Regions from separate parts of the Mus musculus genome. Here regions 2, 3, 4, 5, 6 and 7 are each linked to region 1. A link is a contact called in public Hi-C and targeted proximity ligation data. All regions are on one chromosome and are shown on one strand. The core of a region is the stretch at or near the end of the contact, and the rest is flanking DNA. Distances in the headings are between cores, read along the strand shown.

What was found. A called contact is a pair of places that touch in the nucleus more often than the background predicts.
Region 2: a targeted proximity ligation map of bone marrow-derived macrophages shows a contact between it and region 1, with 3 times the contacts expected there. A contact is called at or near these places in 1 of 484 Hi-C or Micro-C datasets (B cells), 3 of 130 datasets of targeted methods (bone marrow-derived macrophages, double positive thymocytes and embryonic forebrain) and 1 of 9 other capture datasets (liver).
Region 3: a targeted proximity ligation map of pancreatic cancer cells shows a contact between it and region 1. A contact is called at or near these places in 2 of 130 datasets of targeted methods (double positive thymocytes and pancreatic cancer cells) and 1 of 9 other capture datasets (liver).
Region 4: a targeted proximity ligation map of pro-B cells shows a contact between it and region 1, with 2.5 times the contacts expected there. A contact is called at or near these places in 1 of 39 promoter capture datasets (pre-B cells), 4 of 130 datasets of targeted methods (large pre-B cells, memory CD8 T cells, pancreatic cancer cells and 1 more) and 1 of 9 other capture datasets (liver).
Region 5: a contact with region 1 is called in a targeted proximity ligation map of double positive thymocytes, with 3 times the contacts expected there. A contact is called at or near these places in 12 of 39 promoter capture datasets (the 3T3-L1 cell line, the C10 cell line, cranial neural crest and 6 more), 12 of 130 datasets of targeted methods (T-cell acute lymphoblastic leukemia, bone marrow-derived dendritic cells, double positive thymocytes and 6 more) and 1 of 9 other capture datasets (liver).
Region 6: a Hi-C map of B cells shows a contact between it and region 1, with 15 read pairs. A contact is called at or near these places in 10 of 39 promoter capture datasets (the C10 cell line, cranial neural crest, embryonic stem cells and 5 more), 3 of 484 Hi-C or Micro-C datasets (B cells and embryonic stem cells), 16 of 130 datasets of targeted methods (SST interneurons, T-cell acute lymphoblastic leukemia, bone marrow-derived macrophages and 10 more) and 2 of 9 other capture datasets (embryonic stem cells and liver).
Region 7: a targeted proximity ligation map of memory CD8 T cells shows a contact between it and region 1, with 35 read pairs. A contact is called at or near these places in 1 of 39 promoter capture datasets (pre-B cells) and 3 of 130 datasets of targeted methods (double positive thymocytes, memory CD8 T cells and pancreatic cancer cells).

What each region holds. Positions count from the first base shown.
Region 1 is chr19:6,398,960-6,401,975 of GRCm38.p6, forward strand. Rasgrp2 (RAS, guanyl releasing protein 2) reads left to right here and starts at 1,582. Exons shown (of 17, transcript NM_011242.3): 1 at 1,582-1,692; 2 at 2,762-2,904. The coding sequence starts at 2,832.
Region 2 is chr19:5,405,423-5,408,438 of GRCm38.p6, forward strand. 4930481A15Rik (RIKEN cDNA 4930481A15 gene) reads left to right here and starts at 1,393. Exons shown (of 4, transcript NR_027938.2): 1 at 1,393-1,661.
Region 3 is chr19:5,423,357-5,426,372 of GRCm38.p6, forward strand. Drap1 (Dr1 associated protein 1 (negative cofactor 2 alpha)) reads right to left here and starts at 1,623. Exons shown (of 7, transcript NM_024176.2): 1 at 1,317-1,623; 2 at 1,005-1,077; 3 at 826-919; 4 at 416-535; 5 at 204-297; 6 at 1-63. The coding sequence starts at 1,358. AI837181 (expressed sequence AI837181) reads left to right here and starts at 1,788. Exons shown (of 2, transcript NM_134149.2): 1 at 1,788-1,952; 2 at 2,595-3,016. The coding sequence starts at 1,813.
Region 4 is chr19:7,055,157-7,058,172 of GRCm38.p6, forward strand. Macrod1 (mono-ADP ribosylhydrolase 1) reads left to right here and starts at 1,612. Exons shown (of 11, transcript NM_134147.4): 1 at 1,612-2,026. The coding sequence starts at 1,735.
Region 5 is chr19:7,017,981-7,020,996 of GRCm38.p6, forward strand. It overlaps Fermt3 (fermitin family member 3), which reads right to left and starts at 1,489. Exons shown (of 15, transcript NM_153795.2): 1 at 1,298-1,489; 2 at 686-859. The coding sequence starts at 845. Stip1 (stress-induced phosphoprotein 1) reads right to left here. Exons shown (of 14, transcript NM_016737.2): 14 at 2,716-3,016.
Region 6 is chr19:6,994,598-6,997,613 of GRCm38.p6, forward strand. It overlaps Trpt1 (tRNA phosphotransferase 1), which reads left to right and starts at 1,534. Exons shown (of 7, transcript NM_153597.2): 1 at 1,534-1,927; 2 at 2,099-2,180. The coding sequence starts at 1,868. It overlaps Nudt22 (nudix (nucleoside diphosphate linked moiety X)-type motif 22), which reads right to left and starts at 1,440. Exons shown (of 6, transcript NM_026675.2): 1 at 1,411-1,440; 2 at 645-1,138; 3 at 74-172. The coding sequence starts at 1,121.
Region 7 is chr19:5,801,110-5,804,125 of GRCm38.p6, forward strand. It overlaps Malat1 (metastasis associated lung adenocarcinoma transcript 1 (non-coding RNA)), which reads right to left and starts at 1,563. Exons shown (of 1, transcript NR_002847.3): 1 at 1-1,563.

The DNA of each region.
Region 1 (3,016 bases), core at 332-2,831:
GGTTCTGGAGAAACTGAGGTATATAAGGGGCCTCTTCTGAGCCTCACATAAACCAAGATTGAAGTGCAGAGGACTGCTTCCCTCGCCCAAGGCAAGGAGGGGCAATCCTCGGAAGGGGTTTTGCGGCCCTGGGTTTCATAGTGAGTCTAAACGGCCGGAAACTGTTACCTATCCCTAGGCTAGGTGTGAGGGACATAACTGCTTGTGGCTGCCCCTCCCAAGTTCCTCGTCTCGGCCCATGCATCCAAGGCTTCCAGTTCCGAAACTGCAAAGCACCTACCCAATTTATAGACGCCTCTTTCTCTCTTGCCCAGTGGGGTGTCCCTCGCCCCATCTCTAGACAACGAACCTGGGTTCCCAGGGAGCCGCGTGTTCGTTCATTCATTCCTGGCTTTTTGAGGCTCCACTGGACCAAAACCAGCTCGCATTCTGTCCCAGCCCCTCCCCCAGGCCATCGCAAGGATCCGCAGCCCCACGCCCGCGACCTCCACCACGCCCGGGCCTCCGCCGCCCGCAGGAAGACGCCCGGGCCCGGGCAGGGTGAACCCCGTGGGAACGGTTTGTCTCGAAAACAGGAACCCGGACCGGGGGGCTGGGCGGGGCGCCCCTTCCCCACCGCAGTCCGCTTCCTGCCCCTCCCGGCTTCCTCCGTGCGACACCCAGGCGGGGCGCAGAGCCCGGGGGTGTCGCGGTGGGGGAGGGCTGCTGCACGCGGTCCCCACACCAACAGTGGCGCAGCCCCCCGCCCGCGGTTAAACTCTCTGGGGCGGCAGGGGAGGGGTTAATCTGCTTCAGGGCCCGGCGCGCGCGGGGCGAGAGGGGGAGTCCCCGGTGGAGGAGGCGCGGCGCGGGGTGCAGGGGCGGGGAGGGGGCGGGGCGGCAGGGCGCTGGGCCGCGGCGCGGAGACCGGGTGGGAGCCGCAGCCGCAGCGAGGCCGGCGGGCGGGAGCGCACGGAGGTGGCGCTGGCCGGGCAGGGTTCGGGGTCCGCGCTGCGGGTCCCAAGAGTGAGTGAGCGAGCACGCGCGCGGGTGGGGCGTGGGACACAGAGGGTGCGGCCCCTAGGGATCTCCTAGGGGCAGGCTGGCGGGGACTGCGGGTGGGTGGGGAATCTGCGGTCCTGGGTGGGACAGAGCTTGCGGAGGGGATGAGGCACTTAGAGCCACCCGCAGGAGGGGGGCGTTCGAGGCATTCCGGTGCTCGCCTGAAACGTATCTACCAGGCTCTTCCCTGCAAGTCCCCATTTGACAGATGGGAAAATTGAGGTTCAGAGAGACTAAATGATTCTCAAGGTCACCCAGCAAGGAAGTAACAGTCAGGAGGGAACGACTCTGAGAAGTCCTCGGGAGGATTCCCTAATGTAGGGGAGTCTGTGTAAGGGCGAGGTCCCTTTCCTTGGGACAAGGTTTTGGCGAGATCCAGGAATGTAAAGAACCCCAGGCTTTGGGGCTGCGAGCCCTGGAGCCTGGTTGAGGGGGGAGGGGCGGCAGAATGGGTGTGTGCGCAACCAGGGGGTATGTGGATGCGTGTGGGAGTGTACATGCGTGGAGATGCACTGTCTTTGCGTGTGTGCACACGTGTTCAGATGTCAGAGCTACTGTGATCGAGAGATCAGAGGCTGAGCTGGTTCAAGTGAACAGAAGGTCTGGGAGGTGAACTGCATTCAGGTTTGCATTCTGAAGTAAAGGACTTGGGTATGTGTGGCTGAGGATTTTCATTGCAGGTGTGCATGGGATGTGGGTGCCATTGTGTGTGATTAGGACGGGAGGTGTCTATGACCCTGGTGTGTGTGAAAAGGGTCTTCTTGCACTTAATGTAGGTCATTGGCCTTCGGCAAATACCTAGTCTAGAGAATAGGTGTTTGTTCCTGCATGGGTGCTTTTATAGTCCCCACTGATGACCAGGATTATTAATGGTGTCATGCAGGCCATGGCGCTAGCGGCCCCTTCTGGGCTCCCTACTCGGTGCTCTCACGCACAATTTAACTATGCAGCAGGGTGGGTGGGAAGGCGGGAGCCCAGGTTGGGAAGATATATGGCAATTCTGGAAGGGCTAGGACCGGACTCCTGGGACCTTAGTACTTGTGGGTTGGGAGTCCGCGGTTCCCAGGCTTTGGCTTCCCACTGACATCTCCCAACCGCAGTGGGCTACCCCTCCCACCCCCCGCCCCAGGAATGTTCTTCTCTCTAGCCCTCCTCCCCAAGGGCAGGCCCCTGGGGGATGCTACGGCCCCGCCTCCCACTCGGGGAGCCCAGGAGGGGGAGATGTAGGCAGGACTCCTGGGTTCCCTCCTCCCTCCTTCCATCCCAGGGAGAAATTCCTCCGAGGTCCCCTCAGGCACTGGGTTCCCAAAATAACCCTGCGGGGGAAGGGAGGCTGTGAAGGGAGGGGAAGCGGGAGGAGTGCAGAGTCAAGCTGTGGGGTGTTGCAGGTGCCTGTGGGGAGCAAATGCAAGGAGAGGAGGGCCCGCCAGGAGGCTTGGGGCACTAACTAACCCCTGGGGTCCTGGCTCGTCCCTTATTCTCGTAGAACCCTTCTAACCTCCCGCGACTCCGCGGGTGGGCCGGAAGCCTCTCAGCTAGTCCATTTCCCAACTAGCGAGTTGCACCATCCCGGGGCAGGACCGTTTAACCCTAGAGGGGCAACGGCAGGCAACTCCGCCCATGCCCAGCAGGGGGCGTGCCCACTCCGCCCCGTTCCTACGCGCCGAGCCGCTCCCCCCACCTCCCGCGCCTCTGCTGACTCCCACTTCTCCCAGGACAGGGGTCCGAATTGAGCACCGTGGGAGGCTCTGAGAGTGTAGCTTGGGTCTAGCCTACTGGCACCGGCAGCCATGACGAGCACTCTGGACCTGGACAAGGGCTGCACCGTGGAGGAGCTGCTCCGTGGTTGCATCGAAGCGTTTGGTGAGTTGCATGCAGCACGAGGGGTCACACCCAGCTGGACCCTGAACCAGACTCTAGGCCAGAACCTACCCAGGCTCCTATTTTGAAGTCTTCTTAAGAAAAGCTCCTTGAT
Region 2 (3,016 bases), core at 143-2,642, 990 kb before region 1:
ATTGACATTTTTACTTGATATGTATGGGTGTTTTACCCACAAGTATATCTGTATGTATATCACATGAATTCAGTGCCTGCTGAGGTCAGAAGAGAACACTGGATCTGGAAAGGAGTTACAGTTGTGAGCCTCCATGTGGGTGCTGGGAACCCAACCGAAATCCTCTGGAAGAGCAGCCAGTGCTCTTATCCTCTGAGCTGTCTCTCCAGCCCCAGCCTGATCCACACTCTGCCACTTTTGACCCTCATCCTTGTCAGAAGTATGAATGGATTCAAATTGGATTCTATCTATCTATCTATCTATCTATCTATCTATCTATCTATCTATCTATCTATCTAAGAAAGAGTCTAATGTAGCCCAGGCTAGCTTTGAACTTGCTATACAGACAAGGATAAACTTCAACTTCTGATCCTCCTGCCTCCACCTCCCTAGCGTGGAGATTACAGTGCTCGCCACTGTGCCTGGTTTATTTGGTGCTGGACCCTTAACTCAAGGCTTCTTGCATCCCAGGCACGCACCCTGCCTCCTGAAACGTGCTCCCGGTGCAAGGGTAGATTTCTTAGACTTTTACACTTATTTATCTATTTGTGGATAGGCTGGGGTGTGTGGTCTGGGATGCATGTGACCACTGGGAGGATAACTTATAGTCAGTTCTCCCCTTCTGCCGTGTGAGTCTCAGCTGTCAAGCTTAGGTTGACGTTATGTTTCGTGGCTCCTTTACCCGCTGAGGTGTCTTGCCAGCCTCTAGGGTAAATTTTGAGAGAGTGAGTTGGTAATGACATCAGTTTGGAAACAGCTGGTATCCTGCTGAGATCTCAAACCTGAAGCTACTAAACTGTCTTCTTTCCCTCTTCCTGTCCTCCTCCTCTTCCTCCTCCTCCTCCTCCTCCTCCTTTTTTATGTTTGTTTTTTTTTTCAAGACATGATTTCACTGTGTAACTCTTATTCGCGTTCTCACGACCGGCCAGGAAAGAACACAACAAACCAGAATCTTCTGCGGCAAAACTTTATTGCTTACATCTTCAGGAGCCAGGAGCGCAAACCCCCAGCCCCAAAAGCGAAAGCCACCCCAATCTTACATCTTTAGGAGCCAGAGCTCCGGCGCGCCAAAGCGCAGAGCGCGCTCTATTGTTTACATCTTTAGGAGCCAGAGCGCCGGGCGCGCAGAGCAAGAGAGAATGGCCGAAACCCCGTCCCCTTTAAGGAGGAGTTATCCTTCGCTTAGGACGCATCACTCCCTGATTGGCTGCAGCCCATGGCCGAGCTGACGTTCACGGGAAAGGCAGAGTACAAGTAGTCGTAAAATACCCTTGGCACATGCGCAGATTATTTGTTTACCACTTAGAACACAGGATGTCAGCGCCATCTTGTGACGGCGAATGTGGGGGCGGCTCCCAACATGTAACCTTGACTGGACTGGAACTCACTCTGTAGACCAGGCTGGCTTCAAACTCAAAGATCCACCTGCCCCTGCTGGGTGCTGGGACTAAAGGCCTGCACCACACGCCTGACTGGTGAATTGTCTTCTAATTCTAAATCTGGTACTAAGTGCTCTAAGAAAGCTCAAGAGGCTCACTGGTGTTGTGGTGGCCCAGGGCGTCAGTAGTGCCGTGACCTCCAGCAAGCGTATGGCCTGGCAGTGGAGACTGACTAACCCTAAGGTAAAAAAACGGATCCTGTGAGGGGAGCCCCCATAGAATGGGTCTGCGTGTGCCAGAGGGAAGAAAATCAGAGCCATCGAAACATAGGGGCTACCATTTGCTGAAGTTGGGGTCGATCTGGAAAGGTGTCCCAGAAAACACAGGCAGCACCCACAGATAAGAACAGCTTTTGTAGTTTAAACTCTTTAAATGTGTAAGGATGTTTTGCTTGCGTGTATGTCCGTGCCCCACATGCCCAGAGAGTCCAGAAGAGGGCGCTGGTCACTGAAACTGAAGTTACAGATCGTTATGAGCCGCTATGTGGGACCTGGAAGCTGAACCCTCTGTGGTACACTCTCCCATCTGTGGTACACTCTCCCATCTGTGGTACACTCTCCCATCTGTGGTACACTCTCCCATCTGTGGTACACTCTCCCATCTGTGGTACACTCTCCCATCTGCTGAGCATCTCTTCCTGCTGGAGTAGCTTTATCTTGCTGGAGTAGCTTTATCCAGCACCTGGAGGAGCCAGTCATGCCCACTCCTCCTTTACCACCGTTCTCCTCCCATCCCTTTACAATAGGAGAGCAGGAGTTTGGAGTAGAGGGTGAGGATAGGAAGGACGCTTCCCTCTGTGCTCGATGGTAGGGGCTCCACTGGCCAGGAGAGCAGCAACTGTGTTGTTCTAAATCAAGTTCAGAGAGGCGAACACAAAGTAAGAGTGAGTCAAGCTCAGAGATCTGACGGTGACGTAAAACCAGTCACTTTATTTTAAATCACTCATTCATTTGTTCTATTTATTTTTATTGTTATTGTGTGTGCATGATAGGAAGGGGGTGGCTACTGCCACAGCATGTATGTGGGGTCAGAAGTCAACTTTGTTCTCTCTTGCCACTTTCATGTGGGTTCTGGGAATTGAACTCATGTCATCCGGCTTGCACAGAGAGCACTTTCCCCATTGAGTCACCTCACTATCCCCTATTTTATGTTTTAGGGGGGTCACCTCCACTATCTTACTCTGCAGCTCAGGCTAGCCTCAAATTTTCTTAAAGGTGTGTGCCTTCATGCCAGGCTAGCAGAGATTTCTTTAGTGACTTTAGAAGACTCCAACACTGGCTGCTAATGGGAAGTCAGATGGGGGTGGGTCCAGAGAAGACACTCGTCAGGGAGACTGTCACACACTTGAGCTGAGGGGTGCTGAGAGAGAAGAGCAGAAGTCAGGATGCCTTGGGGTCAGGAGAGGTCACGGAGACCAGGCTAAAGTGACCAGCACAGAGATTGTGACTTTTGAGGTGGCGCACACCTTTAATCCTAGCACGTGAGAGCAGAGGCAGGCAGATCTCTGTTGTGAGTTCAGGACCAGCCTGGTCTACCGT
Region 3 (3,016 bases), core at 373-2,872, 980 kb before region 1:
GGCTTGGGGTGGAAGCTGTGGTGTCTCTTCTTCCCCATCAGTATCTGTATCCTCAGACTCATCCTGAGAGCACGGAAGGGGTCAGGGTTAATGAGAGGGCCCGGGCCCATCTCTGGGGAGCCCAGACCCTGGGAGAGGAATGGAGATGGAGGAACAAGAGGCAGCAGACAAGGCTGAGGCCATCACCCATCAGCCTCACTCACCTCCTGCTCAGAGTCTGTCCCGGACAGCTTCTTGTCTTTGCCTTTGCTTCCCGTGCCTCCGTTCTTCCTGCCGCTGCTGCCCGGTTTCCGGCCCCTTCGGGAAGGTACAGTCCATCTGCACGAGGACTCTCTCCTCCTGGTTCATCCCCCAGCCACCCCCAACCTTGTGGCCTTGGCCTTCCCCACCTGTATACCGGGTCTTGGCTACCCACCTTCGAGGACCCTTGTCCCCATCCACGTGGTTGTCCTCCCCATCCCCCTGCATGTCAGGCACTGATGCCACCAAGTCTTTCAAGAAGTCAAACTGCTGCTCGAGTTCAATGCACTGCTTCCTAAAGAAGTGGGAAAGGAAGGGGTTCAAATGGGGCCCCCAAAACACTTAGGGAAGGATACAAACAACTTCTTCGTGTCAGTACAGTGGAACGTTAAAAACACCCCTACTTCCACCAGGCCTCCTGGGAGGGCCGGTGGCTCGGATCTGGTTGTATTCCCTGCACCTGAAACACCTAATCTCTCCTGCATCAGTCCAAATCCACAAAGCTGGCCTCCCTGGGCCTTGCACCACTCCCCCTGTCGGAACTCTGCCTCCTCAAAAGCCCCTCCCAGCTCGGCGGCCACTCACAGGTGGGACGTGGTCATGGTTTTGGCATTTCGAGACTGGGTCACCTGGCAAGCCTTCTTCAACAGGGACTCCAGGAAGAGCTCAAGGGCCCGGGCTGAAGACGTCAAGGAGAATCCAAAAAGGGGAGTGCCGCAGTCCCGCCCCACGCCCCTCAGCCCAACCGGCCCCTAGTAGGATACAGATGATGACAGGCACAGCTGCCGCCACCTTCCCAATCTCTTCGTCCGTCTGCATGATCTTTTTGATCCGCGCCTGCCGAAAGGAAGAGGACAGAGCTCGTCTCTTGCGTCCCTAACACGGGGGACAGAGGGAACCGGGGGTATCCCGGGAGAAGGAGAAGAGGGCGGGGGGCGCTAAGTCAGGAGGGCATGGAAGGGGCGGGGCGTCAGGCCGTGAACACCTAAAGGCACCCGCCCCCCCCACCAGCAGGACCTGGGCCCAAGCCTCCCGGGAGCCCTGCCTGCCGGGGCCCATCCGGGCCACGTGCTCACCGGCGGAAACCGCGCGTTATACTTCTTCTTCTTGCTTGGCATCTCGGGGCCTCTCGTTGCGCCGGGCCCAGCGCCGCCGCCCGCAGCCTCCCGGCCCCGGGCCTGTCCGCCGCCGGCCCGCCGCGGTCCCCCCCCCCACCCTCCCCGGGTCCTGGTGCCGTTTACTCCGCCTACACCACTTCCCGCAGGGTCCTAGTGCCGCCCGTAGACAAGCAGCTCCCCAAACTCGAGCGCTGGGCTTCGGATCCTCTGGGGCGGTGCGCGTCCTTCCCCGGGCTCGCCCGCCACGCCCACCCGCCCCCCAAGCTAAAGTACGAACGTTAGCTCCGCCTCCCGAAGACCTGCACCTCCCGGGATTCTCGCGCCGGCTCCGCCCCTGGACGCTGCCCGCCCCTTCCCCTGGAGCCCCCGCCCCTAGCCTTCTGGTTCCGCCTCTGGCCCCGCCCCGTGACTGTGTTTGTCTATAAAGTTGTTGTTGAGGTGGCGGGACCCTAAGATGGCGGCGGCGGCGGCGGCCGTGGCAGGGGCGGGGCGCGGCGGGGGTGGCGGCGGCGGCGGCGGCGGCGCAGCAGATCCCGGGCAGGAACGGAGCCGGGCCCGAAGTTGGGTTGGCGCGGAACGGAGTGAAGGCCGGAGGTGACTGCGGGGTGGCGAGAGGGACGGCAACCCTTAAGCTGTGGGCACTAATGGCGGCGGATGTGGTAGGGCTGGAGCCTGGTCCTCGCGCAGGCCTGGTCCTATCTGGTTCGAGTCTGGATGGTACCCATTGACCCCCTGATGGGCCGCTGCCCTCTCTGGGGCTCAGAGCCTCGGTGTTTCACGGTGCCCCCAATCGTTCACCGGGGGAGGCCTGGCCCTCTACAGCCATCCTCTGAGGTTGGCGACCCTGCGTTTTGCCTACGTCCATTATATTGCAGCGCCGCGCTACCTTGCAGGACTCTAGTCCGGTGGTGTAGCCGAGCCCCGTGCCAGTTCACACTTAAGCTCTGGCGCTCTTTACGGGCATGACCTTGGGCAAGCCCCTTTTCTTAAGAGTTTCAATTTCCTTGTTTGTAAGCAGTGAAAGTAGTACTAACTATAGCTACTCCACCTCAGGCGTCTTATTCTGGAGACAAATCTAGACAGGATCAGTTGTTACCCATTGTGAAGATGAAGCAACTGAGGCACAGACATTATGTCTTGCCCAGGGCCACAGTTTACTGCAGTGCCTGGCACCCTCCAGGACCCAGCACTTTTTATTTACTGTCTCAAACCTCTGACTCAGTTCCCTCACAACAGGATGGAACCAAATGAGGAGCTGGAAGAGGAAGACTCTCCAGGTGGCCGGGAGGATGGCTTCACTGCTGAGCACCTGGCTGCAGAGGCCATGGCAGCCGATATGGACCCCTGGCTGGTATTTGATGCCCGTACCACACCTGCCACAGAGCTGGATGCCTGGTTGGCCAAGTACCCACCATCTCAAGTTACTCGCTATGGGGACCCAGGTTCACCCAACTCTGAACCTGTGGGCTGGATTGCAGCCTATGGGCAGGGTTACACCCCCAACTCAGGGGATGTACAAGGGCTGCAGGCGGCCTGGGAGGCTCTGCAGACCAGTGGGCGACCCATCACACCAGGTACCCTGCGCCAGCTGGCCATCACCCACCATGTGCTCTCCGGCAAGTGGCTGATTCACCTGTCACCTGGCTTCAAGCTGGACC
Region 4 (3,016 bases), core at 362-2,861, 660 kb after region 1:
CTCTCTCCTTTTTGTTTTGTTTCCCAGGAACTAAATCTTTATTTGTAAAGTTTAGGGAGCAAGGCCTGGAGAGATGGCTCAGATATTAAGGTTCACAGTAACAATTTCTAAAATTTTTTTTAATGTGTTTGGGTGTTTTCCAGCCTGTGTGGCTGTGCACTACTCCATGCAAGGCCAGAAGAGGGCGTGGCATCCCTTGGAACTGGAGTTACAGAAGATTTTTGAGCCACCATGTGAGGGCTGGAAATAGAATTCTGGTCCTCTGGAACAGCAGTCAGGGATCTTAACTGCTGAGTCATCTCTCCAGCCCCGGGATTTAAATCCCTCCCCCACCCCCGCTTTCTTTTTAAATAAAAATGTAGAGTCTCACTGGGTAGCTCTGACAACCAGCTCTCAGGTAGGCCAGGCTGGTGTGGAACTGAATATGAAGTAGTGGCTAACCGGGAACAGGTTACAGGCATATGTCATTATGGAATATGAGGAAAAAAAAAATTAGCCGGGCAGTGGTGGCGCACGCCTTTAATCCCAGCACTTGGGAGGCAGAGGCAAGCAGATTTCTGAGTTTGAGGCCAGCCTGGTCTGCAGAGTGAGTTCCAGGACAGCCAGGGCTACAAAGAGAAACTCTGTCTCGAGAAGAAAAAAAAAAAACAACAACAACAACAACAACAACAACAAAAGAAAAGGAGAAAAATAAAGAAGAAAAAAATTATCCTTCTTAGGTCACTACTCTAGTGTTTCTATACACCCACATTTATAGATCCATATTCTCTCTCCTTTTCTCCTTTTTTTTTTTGGTTTTTGGTTTTTGAAGACAGGGTTTCTCTGTGTAGCTCTGGCTGTCTGGAACTCTCTGTAGACCAGGCTAGCCTCGAACTCAGAAATCAGCTTGCCTCTGCCTCCCAAGTGCTGGGATTAAAGGCATACGCCACCACTGCCCGGCTCTTTTTTATATTGATTGTTAGACTGACCTATTGACTGAGACAGGGTCTTGCTATGTGGCTGCCTTGTAAGTCAGGCTGATCCTAAACTTTCCTAAGATCCTCCGCCCTCACCCTCTGGAATGCTGGATTGTAAGTATGCCTTACCATGCCTATTTGACACCTAGGTTTCTTCCTGTCAAATCTCACTAATGTCTTGTGAGCTGCTGTGGAATTCAGTCGGCGCTGCTTGGCTCTTGGAGCTTAAGGGAGGTCGAGCTCTTCAGAAAAGTTGCCCCACCCTAACACATAGGTCCGCGGCACCTATCACCCCCGCCCCACCTTGGCAGGCTGGAACGTGCAGCTGCTGTGGATCAGAAGCAGAGCTGGGTGATGCGGAGGCACCAACACAAGTCCAGGTCTCTCTATGCCTACAAAACACGCGATAGGACCGAGTTTACTTATGAGCCACGGCAACTAGGCGGAAAGAACTAGAAGCCGACTTGGCGGGAAAACCCACGCACGGAGTGCCTTGTCGAATCACCGAGCTTCGGAAGGTTGGCTGCAGCCACACTCGGGAGGACACAGACAGGCTGGGTGCGCACGTGTGTGCTACCAGTGCGTGAGCGCAGTGGGCCGGGACGGAACTACAAGTTCCAGGGTGCCCAGCGGCGCGCCGCCCGCGGTCTCTAAGCAGGTCGCCACGGGCTGGCACGCGCCACTCTCGTCCCAGAGTAAATAAGGGACCGAGCGCGACTCTCCGGAGCACCGTAAATAGAGTCCGAGTGGGCGGGGAGCCGCCCGGCACCGCCTGCTCATGTCGCTGCAGAGCCAAGTGTCCGGCCGCCTGGCACAGCTGCGCGCGGCGGGGCAGCTGCTGGTCTCCCTGCGCCCCTGGCCCGGCCGCTCGGCGGGTGGCCCGCGGCCCCGTGGCAGTGCGTGCGGTCCCCTGGTGGCACTGGGCGAGCACGGCTACTGCGCGTGGCTCTCGGCGGGAGTTGGGGCGTGGGGGGCGGCGGGGCGTGGAGCCTGGGTGCGCACCTGGGCCCCCCTGGCCATGGCCGCGAAGGTGGACCTGAGCACCTCCACCGACTGGAAGGAGGCCAAATGTAAGTGTGAGCGCAGGGCGTGGGTCTCCCCGGCCGAAAGGCACTCCACGAGCAACTGAGACACTCGGGAACCCCTTTAGCCCACATCCATACCCAGCTCCTACACCAGGTTACCCCTTGACTAAACGAGTGGGGAAGGCGGCCTTACCTCAGCAATGGTCCCAGGTAGTCCACACCCCCCACACCCCCAGATCCTCTGGGATCTGCCACCTTCCTCCATGCATGCACAGGAGGGAAACTGAGGCTTAGGGCCAGAGTTCACTTCCCCAAGGTCAGGCTGGGAGTGTGCAAAGGCAAAGTGTAGAAGCTTGGCCTATCAGGTAGGGTCAGGTAGCCCCAAGAATGGCAGCTCGGGGGCCTCTCTGGGAGTATGGTAGGTGCCCGTTTTGCCCTCCTGCTGGCTTCTGGCCCCTTGCCAGCACTTTGCTCCTTCTTGAGGGACTGGGATCATAGAACTTGGAGAGCAGGCTGACATCGGGCGTGGGCTTGTGAGAATCACTGACTCCCTCAAGAATGAAAGTATTTCTCCTCCTGGACGGGCATGCCAGGAAGGGGCCACGGGTCCCGGACGACCTAGTCGCTAACTGGAATGCAAAGTGCAGAGCCCCAAATAGCCCTGAGTGGCAGTCCAGCTGCCCCTGCCTTTCAGCGCCAGTGCTTCCCTTATTATTCCGGGCCGATCCTCCTCCCAATGAGCGGCTAAGGCCATTGGCTGGGCTGCTAGTGGGCGTGACCATGGGGGCTGGGTCAAGCGGGGTTGAAGGTAACCTCAGATTGGTTCCTTTTTAGAAAAGAGAGCTCTCCCTTGTTGCAAGTCTGCCCAGGATCCTAAAGCACTTGACAGTCTTCTTTGGGAGCAATCAGAACTTGCCACTCCCTCAACCTTGGCCGGGAGTTGCGGGGCTCGTCCAGAATTCCAGCAGAGGGAGTTAGTGTTCTTCCTTAGAGTCCTGCTTACCCATGGAGAGCAGCAACCCAGGGAGAGGAGGA
Region 5 (3,016 bases), core at 239-2,738, 620 kb after region 1:
GTCTTGGACTGCATACACATAGAGGGTTGGGTGGGTCTAGAAAACCTGCCTTCTATCCCTGTCCCAATTCCAGAGGCCTAGGACCCACACTCATGGTGAGATGCCTTCTGTCTCTGGCTATCGGGAGCTCATGGTGGGATGTCTTCCGGCTCTGACTATCGGGAGCTCATGGTGGGATGTCTTCCGGCTCTGACTATCGGGGCTTTCCTGCCATCCTCCCAGGAAGTGATAACTCTCATTCTCTGCTGGTAAAGTTGATGAGAAGCCTCATGGGGCCTTCTGGGTGACTGATATCGCCCTAGCCTACTCTGCCGTAACTTCCTGTGGGGGCAGGGCCTCTCACCCACTGTCAGCAGCCTGCCAAGTGGTTTGCTGGGGAGGAAATTTAGGAGAGTAGGTGCCAGGTCCCCAGGAACCTCCTAGCCATCCCTCAGGAACATAATAAGCCTCGGCACAGGCAAGACACACAGGGGACCATGTTGTCTGTCTCTTGGAGACTAGACAGAACCAGTAGGAGCTGGAGGAAGTATGGAGAGGGGAAGTTGAAGAAATACCTTCTTTGGAACCAAATAATTAAAGACTGTTGCCTGAGTCACTGTGACAAGGTTATGAGTAGAGGCGAGAATGGCCTAGAAAAGCCAGGGAGAGCTGTCATGACTGGATACATAGGGTCACGGGGACTCACTGATTTCCTCCACGATCTTCAGAAGTACCCCACCAATGTGCGACTCCCCCGTGACTCGGAGTGTGACAGACTGGGCCTCAGGGTCCTCCTCGCCCACAAACACCCTCAGCTCCCAGGAAGAGTCGATATAGTCCCCGGAGGCTGTCTTCATACCCGCCATGGCTGCGGCTGTTTCTGCTGAGACAAGGTGAGTAGACAGTGGGCTGCCTAGAAATAAGCAGGAGTCCTAGGGTACCCTGGGTAGGTGGGTAGGCTTTGGGGACACTGGTACAGAGAGCTACTGTGATCCAGTCAATATAAAACCCTCTTACTATCCTAAGTGTTTGGGCTGAAGAGACAGTTCCTTAGAGTCCACGTTGTCCTGCCAATTCAGGTTTCACAGGTGGGGACACCAAGGCCCAATACTCATTGTAAAGTACCCTGCTAGGTACCAGAACAGGTCAACTCTCCTACTCACAGTTCTGCCAGGCCCACCTATCTCAGAAACAAGTCCTGGCCCACAGCTCACAGCCAGTACTCTAACCCAAGCCTCTAGGGTGGTGGCAAGTGTGGCTGCTCTGCACAGAATGGCGGAGCAGGGGACAAGTGAGTCCTCCTGGGTCTTTCACTTACCTAGCCTGCAACGGGCTGCAGCTGCAGGTGGCAGTGGGACACCTGTTACCCTGGTCTGGCCTGGTCCTGCTCAGTTGCTTCCTTCAGAGGTCAGCCTGTAGTGGCCTTATCATGAAAGTTGTACTAGTCCCTCCCCAGGGCGGGCTGTTGCTGGGTACAGGAAGCACACTGCCAGCACGCAGAGGGCTCCACGGGGCCCTTGCTTTTGTTACCACAGGAAATGAGGGAAGAACAGTGCTGGGGTGACACCACAAAGTTCTCTTTACCCCACCCCCAGGCATCTACTGGTTGCACCTCCAGCCTGCTTTTTTCTTTTATTATTATTTTTTGTTGTTGTTCAAGACAGGGTTTCTCTGTATAGCCCTGGCTGTCTTGGAACTCACTCTGTAGACAAGGCTGGCCTCGAACTCAGAAATCCACCTGGCCCTGGTGGTGCTGGGTGCGCCACCACTGCCCGGCTCCAGCCTGCTCTTAGTGGGACTGTCTACAGTCAGCAGTGAAGTCCTTCCCACCTTTAAACAGGACTTGTTTCCAAACCTACCAGCCTTAAATCTGTCCAGTGACATGCTAGAGCCTCTCTGCCTCATAAAACCTCAATGTGATTTCCTCCAGGACCCTTTATCCCGTCTCTTTAGAGGGTTCTGGTGGTCCAACAGCCTCATGTCCATGCCAGGCACTGGGATGCAAATTGCTCTAAGGAACTGAGCAGGAACGTAGACTTTTCAGGGCAGCAGCCTACCATTAATGGACGTGGTTTTTTCTTTTTTCAGAAAGGGTTTCTGTGTAGCCTTGGCTGTCCCAGAACTCACTCTGCAGACCAGGCTGGCCTTGAACTCAGAGATCTGCCTGCTCTGCCCCAAGTGCTGGGATTAAGGGTATGTGCCAACCTCTCCTCCCAAGGTAAGGCTTTTTAAGTGTGACTAGGAGAGGCTGCTCTGAGGAGTCCTGGGGTTGGGACAGGAAGCTAGTTTAGGCTAACGTAAGACATAGTACAGCCTGGTGCTGGACTCAGCATCTTGCTAGCCCAGGAAGCAGTCTTTTGGGAGCAAATGAGGAAGTTCAGTGTTGGTCACAGTGTGGGAGGAAGATAGTGGTGTGGAGCTCAGGATTGGAGCAGCAGGAGCTGTTGTCAGTATTAGTCTCAGGCCTGCTTTCTGACCCACCTTGAGTCTAGGTTAGGTTCTAGTGTTGACCTAGCAGGTTCACTCTAAGACTGCACTGCACAGAACATCAACCCAAAGCTGATCAGAATGCAGGTAGGTCATCAGTTGTTGAGCGACACTTCCACCTAGTGGCCACCCTGACAAAGCAAACAGCTCACTCTTCAGCGACCTTTCTTTCAAGGCCATCAAGAAAAGGCTTTGTGTTGGCTTCCAATTCAGCACTACTGTGTCTTAAGAGAAGAAAGTCACTGGAGACCGTAGCAACATATAACCACGCCTGACTGGCTTCTTTATTGAGGAGGGACGTGGGTAAGAACAGGTGAAGACAGCTGGGACCCTAGGTTGGGAAGAACACCCTCCCCTCCCCGTATGCACCCACTGCCCCAAATAAAAAATAACCAACTATGGGGGAGCAGCCGAGACAGTGACGGGGAGGCTAGGACTGGGCAGGGAAGGACACTCGGATTGAGGGCAGCAGTGAAGAGACCATGCGTGTGCTGGGAGGGCCCGAGGTGGCGCTGGATGAGTCTGTCTTCCTTGTAGGCATGTATAAATA
Region 6 (3,016 bases), core at 284-2,783, 600 kb after region 1:
GCACTGTGGATTTCTAGCCAATTCTACCCTCTTACCCATACCCTCTATGCTGTCTGGGGTCCTGGTGGCTCACCTCATCACAGATCTCCTGTAGGACACTGGAGAAGAGTTCTCGTACCACCAGCAACCCGGGGAGGTCCTTGTGCCGGGGGATGCCACCAGAGCACAGGGCCTGTGAAAAGTTGAGGCTCAGATTTCATCTATGCCACTTCCCACACCGCCGCTTTTCTCTTGCTGGGCATGGAGGCCTGGAGCAGACTCAGTGTGAGAGTCCTGGCAATCCCTAACCCAGGCCCACCTATTCCAAGGAGAGCAATCGGAAGCCCAGCTAGGAAGGATTACATGGATCGGATAAGAAGAGGCATCCTCCCTTCAGTCTCTCCTCCCATGTTCCCTAGCTTCCATAGGTGTGTTCCAGCTTAGATTTATGGCTGGGGCTCCCAGATGGCAGTGAGCACCTTGTTTCCTCCCAGTAGTGGTGGAGAGTCATGGGTTGTGCTCAGCTGGGCCCCACATTCTCCTGGACAGCAGAGCATGCGCCTGCAGGCTCAGAAATACCAAGCCGGTTTTCCCTTTATGAGAAGAGGAAACCAGGACCAGGAGTGCTTGGATTTTGAGCCTTTGGACCTAGCCAGTCATCTTACCTGAGGTTCAGGGTGCCCACCGGGTACATCCACCAGTCCGGGAGCTTCCGCTACCTGCTGAGAGCGGCGCAGGAAGACAAGGAAGTCGTCAGCTGTGACCAGTGCGGCACCCACCCCCAGTGGGTCTGCCAGATAGGCTTGCTTGTCACCCCAATCTGCAGCGCCCTGCTGTCGCAGCCAGGAGGCTGAGCTGGACCAGTTGGTGCCCAGGAAGTCCCGGTAGGAAGTTAGACCCAAGTGCAGGAGCAGCTGTGGCTCAGGCGAGCTGGACACCAGTGTGGCTGAGTGAAGGCGGAACTTGGGAGCATCAAAGATCCAAGGTTGGGCCTGTTGCCGAGTCTCCCAGATGGCAGTGATGGCCTTGTCTCCTCCAGGCAATGGACGACGGTCATGAGCCGGGCTCAGCTCCACTGCTACCTGCTCCTGGGAAAGTCCCCCAAGAGGGCACAGCAGCAGCAGGGACACCTCGGGGTCCATAGTCTGACAGGGCAGCTCTGGCAGAGGACACAGATGGCCATCCTGTCACTCTAGGAAACGAGCTGACCCTCTCTTCCACAGAACTCCTGAGTGCTCCCCAGTCCTTTTGCAGATCCCTGACTACTTATTGCGAGCATCATTCCAGCAAGAGTACTGAGCTCAGCAGGCGCCCTGGAATCCTGCTGTCCCAAACCCCTAAAGCCTCTGGCAACCCTACCACCCAGCAGCACTAGGTCCCCAAAACTCTCAAGGCCCCCGCCCCCCCCCCCCCCAACTCCAGGAGTCCTACCTCCAACCTGGACACGCTTGATCTACTCCCAGGATCTGGAAGCTTGATCTCGGAATTTAGCGGCTGGCCCGGCCCCCAAAGTCCACCCCTTTCCCCAAGCGGAAGTACCCGCCCCTTTCTTTCCTGGCTTCCCATTAGCCAGTCCGTGTTCAGGTCCGGATCCCGCCCTCCGCAGTGGAGCCCTTCAGATCTATGCAGACCCGCCGACCTACTTGTCAACGCATACGCCAGCCCGGTGCCCGGGGCAGCCGTGCTGTGATCTGATTTCAGGGCCCGGGGTCTGGTCCGGATCCCTCGGGCCTCGAGGCTGCCAGTGTGACCTTGAGCAAGTCTCGCCCGCTGGGCCTCAAGTTCCCTTGCTGAACTAGGGTGGGATGAGCAGTGCGGTTCTTATCCTGAGCTTTTGTAACTTTCTGGGCAGAGAACCCACACTCCCTGCTCCCTACAGGTCTTGATCATGAACGCCCCTGGAGGAAGGAGGAAGGAAGGTAGAAGGACTCATAGACCCCGGGAACAGGTGCGCACCTTTCCAGCCTTACCCACAACGCTAGGACATGGGAGAGACCCTCTGAGCCTTAGCTTCTTGGTGGGGTAGACTGCAGCACCATGGGCGCTGTTCTAGCCTGCCTTAGCAGTAGGACATCCAGGGCTGGCTACTGAAACTCAGATCATCACTGGACTCTTTCAGGACCGAAATGTGCAGCTGTCTAAGGCTCTGTCCTATGCCCTTCGCCACGGGGCCTTGAAGCTGGGACTTCCCATGCGAGCTGGTAAGTAACCATGCTGGAACTGGGAGGAATGGTGGGAGCCCAGAGAGCAACTGGAACCTCTGTCTCCTCGACTTTAATTCTTAACATTGCCCCAAGAGGAATGCAGAATAGACACACCCTCCAAATGTACAGGGGAAAAAATGTACAAGGCCCAGAACCTCTTTCATATCCTCTGGAAGAGGAGCCCCTGTCTAGGCTGGACTTCATGATGTCTCTTTCGACCAACTGGCCCAATCAACACTTCCCAAGGATGGACAGAGGAGCATACTGAACAACTGATGTTTATTGAATGGCCGCTGTGGGCGGATACTTAGTGCTTGCTATGTTACTCTCCCTGGAGCAGACACACTGTTCTGGTTTCTTTTTGTAGTGTTTTGTTTGTTTGTTTGTCTTGGTTTTGGTTTTGGTTTTTTATGTGCATGAGTGTTTTGCCTGCCCCACGTGCATACTTGGCTCTCGCAGAGGCCAGAAGAGAGCATTGCATTCCAGTGGGACAGGAATTACAGGTGGTTGGGAGCTGCCGTGTGAGTGCTGGGACCCGGCCCCAGGTCCTTAGGAAGAACAGCCAGTGCTTTTTTTAATTGTGGCACCATCTAGAAAGCCTCATTTTTCATTTTGGGGACAAAATGTCATGTAGCCTAAGCTAGCCTCATCTTGAACTCTTGATTCTTTTGCCTGCCCTTCTCAAGTGCTAAGCTTATAGGCGTCTACCAATATGCCCACCATGAAGCGGGCACCTTCCCATGTTAAATAAAGTGAGGCCTGGGGCAGAAATGCATCTCCTTAGCAGAGCTCTCTCCTGCCTGCTGCAAAGCCCTGGCTTCCATCCCCAGCAC
Region 7 (3,016 bases), core at 313-2,812, 600 kb before region 1:
GACAAGCCAAGCCGCCAGCTAGCTTCATCACCAACTCGCTCTCGCTCCACCATCCTGGAACCCTTTCCCAGCTTCACCACCACATCCGTATGGCTCCTTCTTCCTAGCTTCCTCCACCGAACCGCACTCTTTCCTGGGCTATCTTCACCATGCACTGCTGCTGCTGGCTCCTCAGTCCTTCCTAGCTTCACCAAACTGGCTTCGGGACTCCTGTCTGCCGCTCCTGTCTTCCTAGTTCACTGAATGCACTTCTGTGTAGACCTGGGTCAGCTGCCAATGCTAGTCGTTAGGATTTTAAAAGCACCTCAGCTCAAGTCCAATGCAAAATGCTGACAATCTTGAAACTGTTATCAAAAGTCCTTTTGTCATCAAGCAAAATTAAGCTACAAGTTAAGGCTTTTAATATTCTTCTAACTCTTCAAAGGCATTCTGCCTTAACTTTTTACTTCAGTCCTAGTAGCTTTGATTGCTAGCTTCAATCTTGTATGTGGCTGTCTAAAGACTCTTCTAAACTGCTCGCTCCATCAGAAATTTGAACTTATGGCTTTAAAGATAATTTCCTTCTGACTTTATATCTTATCCAACCTTTTGGCCTCAATCTTATCTTCTTTGCCTATCTTGAATGCTGGCATCCAAAGTTGTCTTAACTTCCATTTTGTTTTTCTATCTTGCTTCTTTCTATCTTCTATTCTTCGGCTTCCTACTACCTGTGCCTTTAAGTACCTTTTCTGTCTTCTAAAGATGCTTTGTCTTCTATTTTCCTATCTTCTCTAACAGCTTTTTCTTCACCTTCCTGTATGTCTTCTTCGTCTTTCACTTCCATTTTCTAATCTTCTTTCTCCAAATACTAGCCTAACCTTTTTGTTTTTTCAAGACAGGGTTTCTCTGTGTAGCCCTGGCTGTCCTGGAACTCACTCTGTAGACCAGGCTGGCCTCGAACTCAGAAATCCGCCTGCCTCTGCCTCCCAAGTGCTAGGATTAAAGGCGTGCGCCACCATCGCCCGGCTAGCCTAACACTTCCATCTTCCCTGTTTCCAACTCATGCCTTCAAACGTACATGCGCCAGTCGAAGGATTTTTATAACGGCCGTCAACTTAACCTACTTTTCTCAATCTTTTAAAACTACACCTCATTTTCAAACTATTCTCTACAACTTTACTGTTTTAAATGCCACTTAGATTCTATTTAGGTAACCTTCGTTTTAATCTACAAGGCCGACCTTCAAACTAGAACCTTTTAGAACTTCACAAAACCTCCCTTTACAATCTCCTAAACTGCTCTGGTCAGCCTCCATTATACAGTACAAATACTTTTCTCCTCATTTCCTTTTTCAAACTGTTTAAATAAGCCTTCATGTTATCTCTTAAGATCTTCTTAGATTATTAAGACTAAGTAATATTTCGATAAGCTACTCTATTAGCTTAAGTTTAGAGTTCTAATTCTTTTTACTGCTCAATCTTTTTAATTAAAAACTTATCTGCGATTTCCTCGGGCTGAGTCTCCTGCCTCACGAGCTCAGCTGTGCTGCTCTACGCTGCTCTGCTCTCGCTGCCTGAATGCCTGACGCAGAGCCCGGAGCGCCGGTATTTATTGCAAAGGGACACGTCACTCCACCGGAACCTAGTAACCCTCCACCACCTTGGTGAAGGAAGAAAAATAGTTCCTCAGAGAGTTAAAAATAGATCCTGACTTCCAAGTTTCTAGATTTTTCTTGACGTCGTGTGGGCCTCTTGGACCTTGCTAATACAGAGAAATGTTTAGCTTGTACCAGCTAAATAGGTACAAATAGGTTTAAAATTTCTGGTCACAAGGAGAAAAAACATGAACTAATAGCTATTAAAAATGGGAGCCCCAAGTTTTTCAGATGTTTCAACACCTTTTGCGTTTTCCTGGGAGGACAGAGGGTATAGCGTATGTTGCAAGTGTTAAAACAGGCTTTCCCACAGCTTCAGCTTCCACTTCCCATTTTGTAACTCCCCGAGCGGCTGCCATTTCATGCGAAACAAGATGGAGGTCTCTCGGAAAGTGACCGGCCCTGCGAGTGGCTTCTGAGGTGGTGACACTTTGTACTGGTTTATACTGGGAATGCTCCTGTAGGGACGACCTGCAGCCTCCGGCTGCTCTCGGGGCCACTTTTCCGAGCCCGGGTACACGAGCGCTTTGGTGCTTGCCTACGTCCGCCATGTTAGGCTGCGGTCTCAGCCCAGCAAGGCCATGGTCGCTGCAGGTGAGGGCACGGCGACCTTGGCGGCCATGCCGAGCACCACCCGCACTGCGCTAATAACCGTCAGAGCCCGGCCCGTGGCGGCAAGGTCCCCAGGTCTATCTCATCGCTTCCTAAAACTACGACGGAGGGGAAAGGATGTTTTTCTCTTTCTCCCAGGACCATGGAGAAAGCGTCACTGGGCGCAGAAAGCGGGGGCCGCGCCAGGGAGGGCGGGGAGGACCGCGGAACCCGTCGCGAGGACAAAGGGGGTGGGGAGAGGCGCAAGGATACGCGGGTCGTGAGTCGCCGCCTCCCTTTGTGAGCTGCTGAATCGAGGGCTGGCAGCCGGCCGGGTTCGACCGGTTCTAACCGGTTCCAGCCGGTCTAGGCAAAGTTTCTGCTGCAGAGCCTCGCTGCGCAGGCGCGCCCCGCCCCGCCCCCAAGCGCCTTCACCACGGTGCTGGAATGACTGGTGTGGGAGCAGGGCGGCTGCGGGGGGCTGTGCTGCAGTTTCCTGGTCGCCCCTTATTGCGGCCTACTGGGCCCACGGACATGGCTTTTTTGGTCTCTATGTCATCCATTAAGTGTTAAGACACATACTTTGCTCGTACGTTTACTTTATACTCTAGAATTTTCAAAGGGAAGCGAGTCTCGGGTTGATCCCGTAAACTGGAGGCTGCCTGGATTTTTAGAAAAGCTGCTGGAGTCGTGGGAAACAGCGCCCCGGGGCGCATTGAGATCCAGAGCTCGCGATCGCACACGGCCTGGCGGCACCGTCCTGCTCCCCACCTCTACGTTCTAGGACCTGTG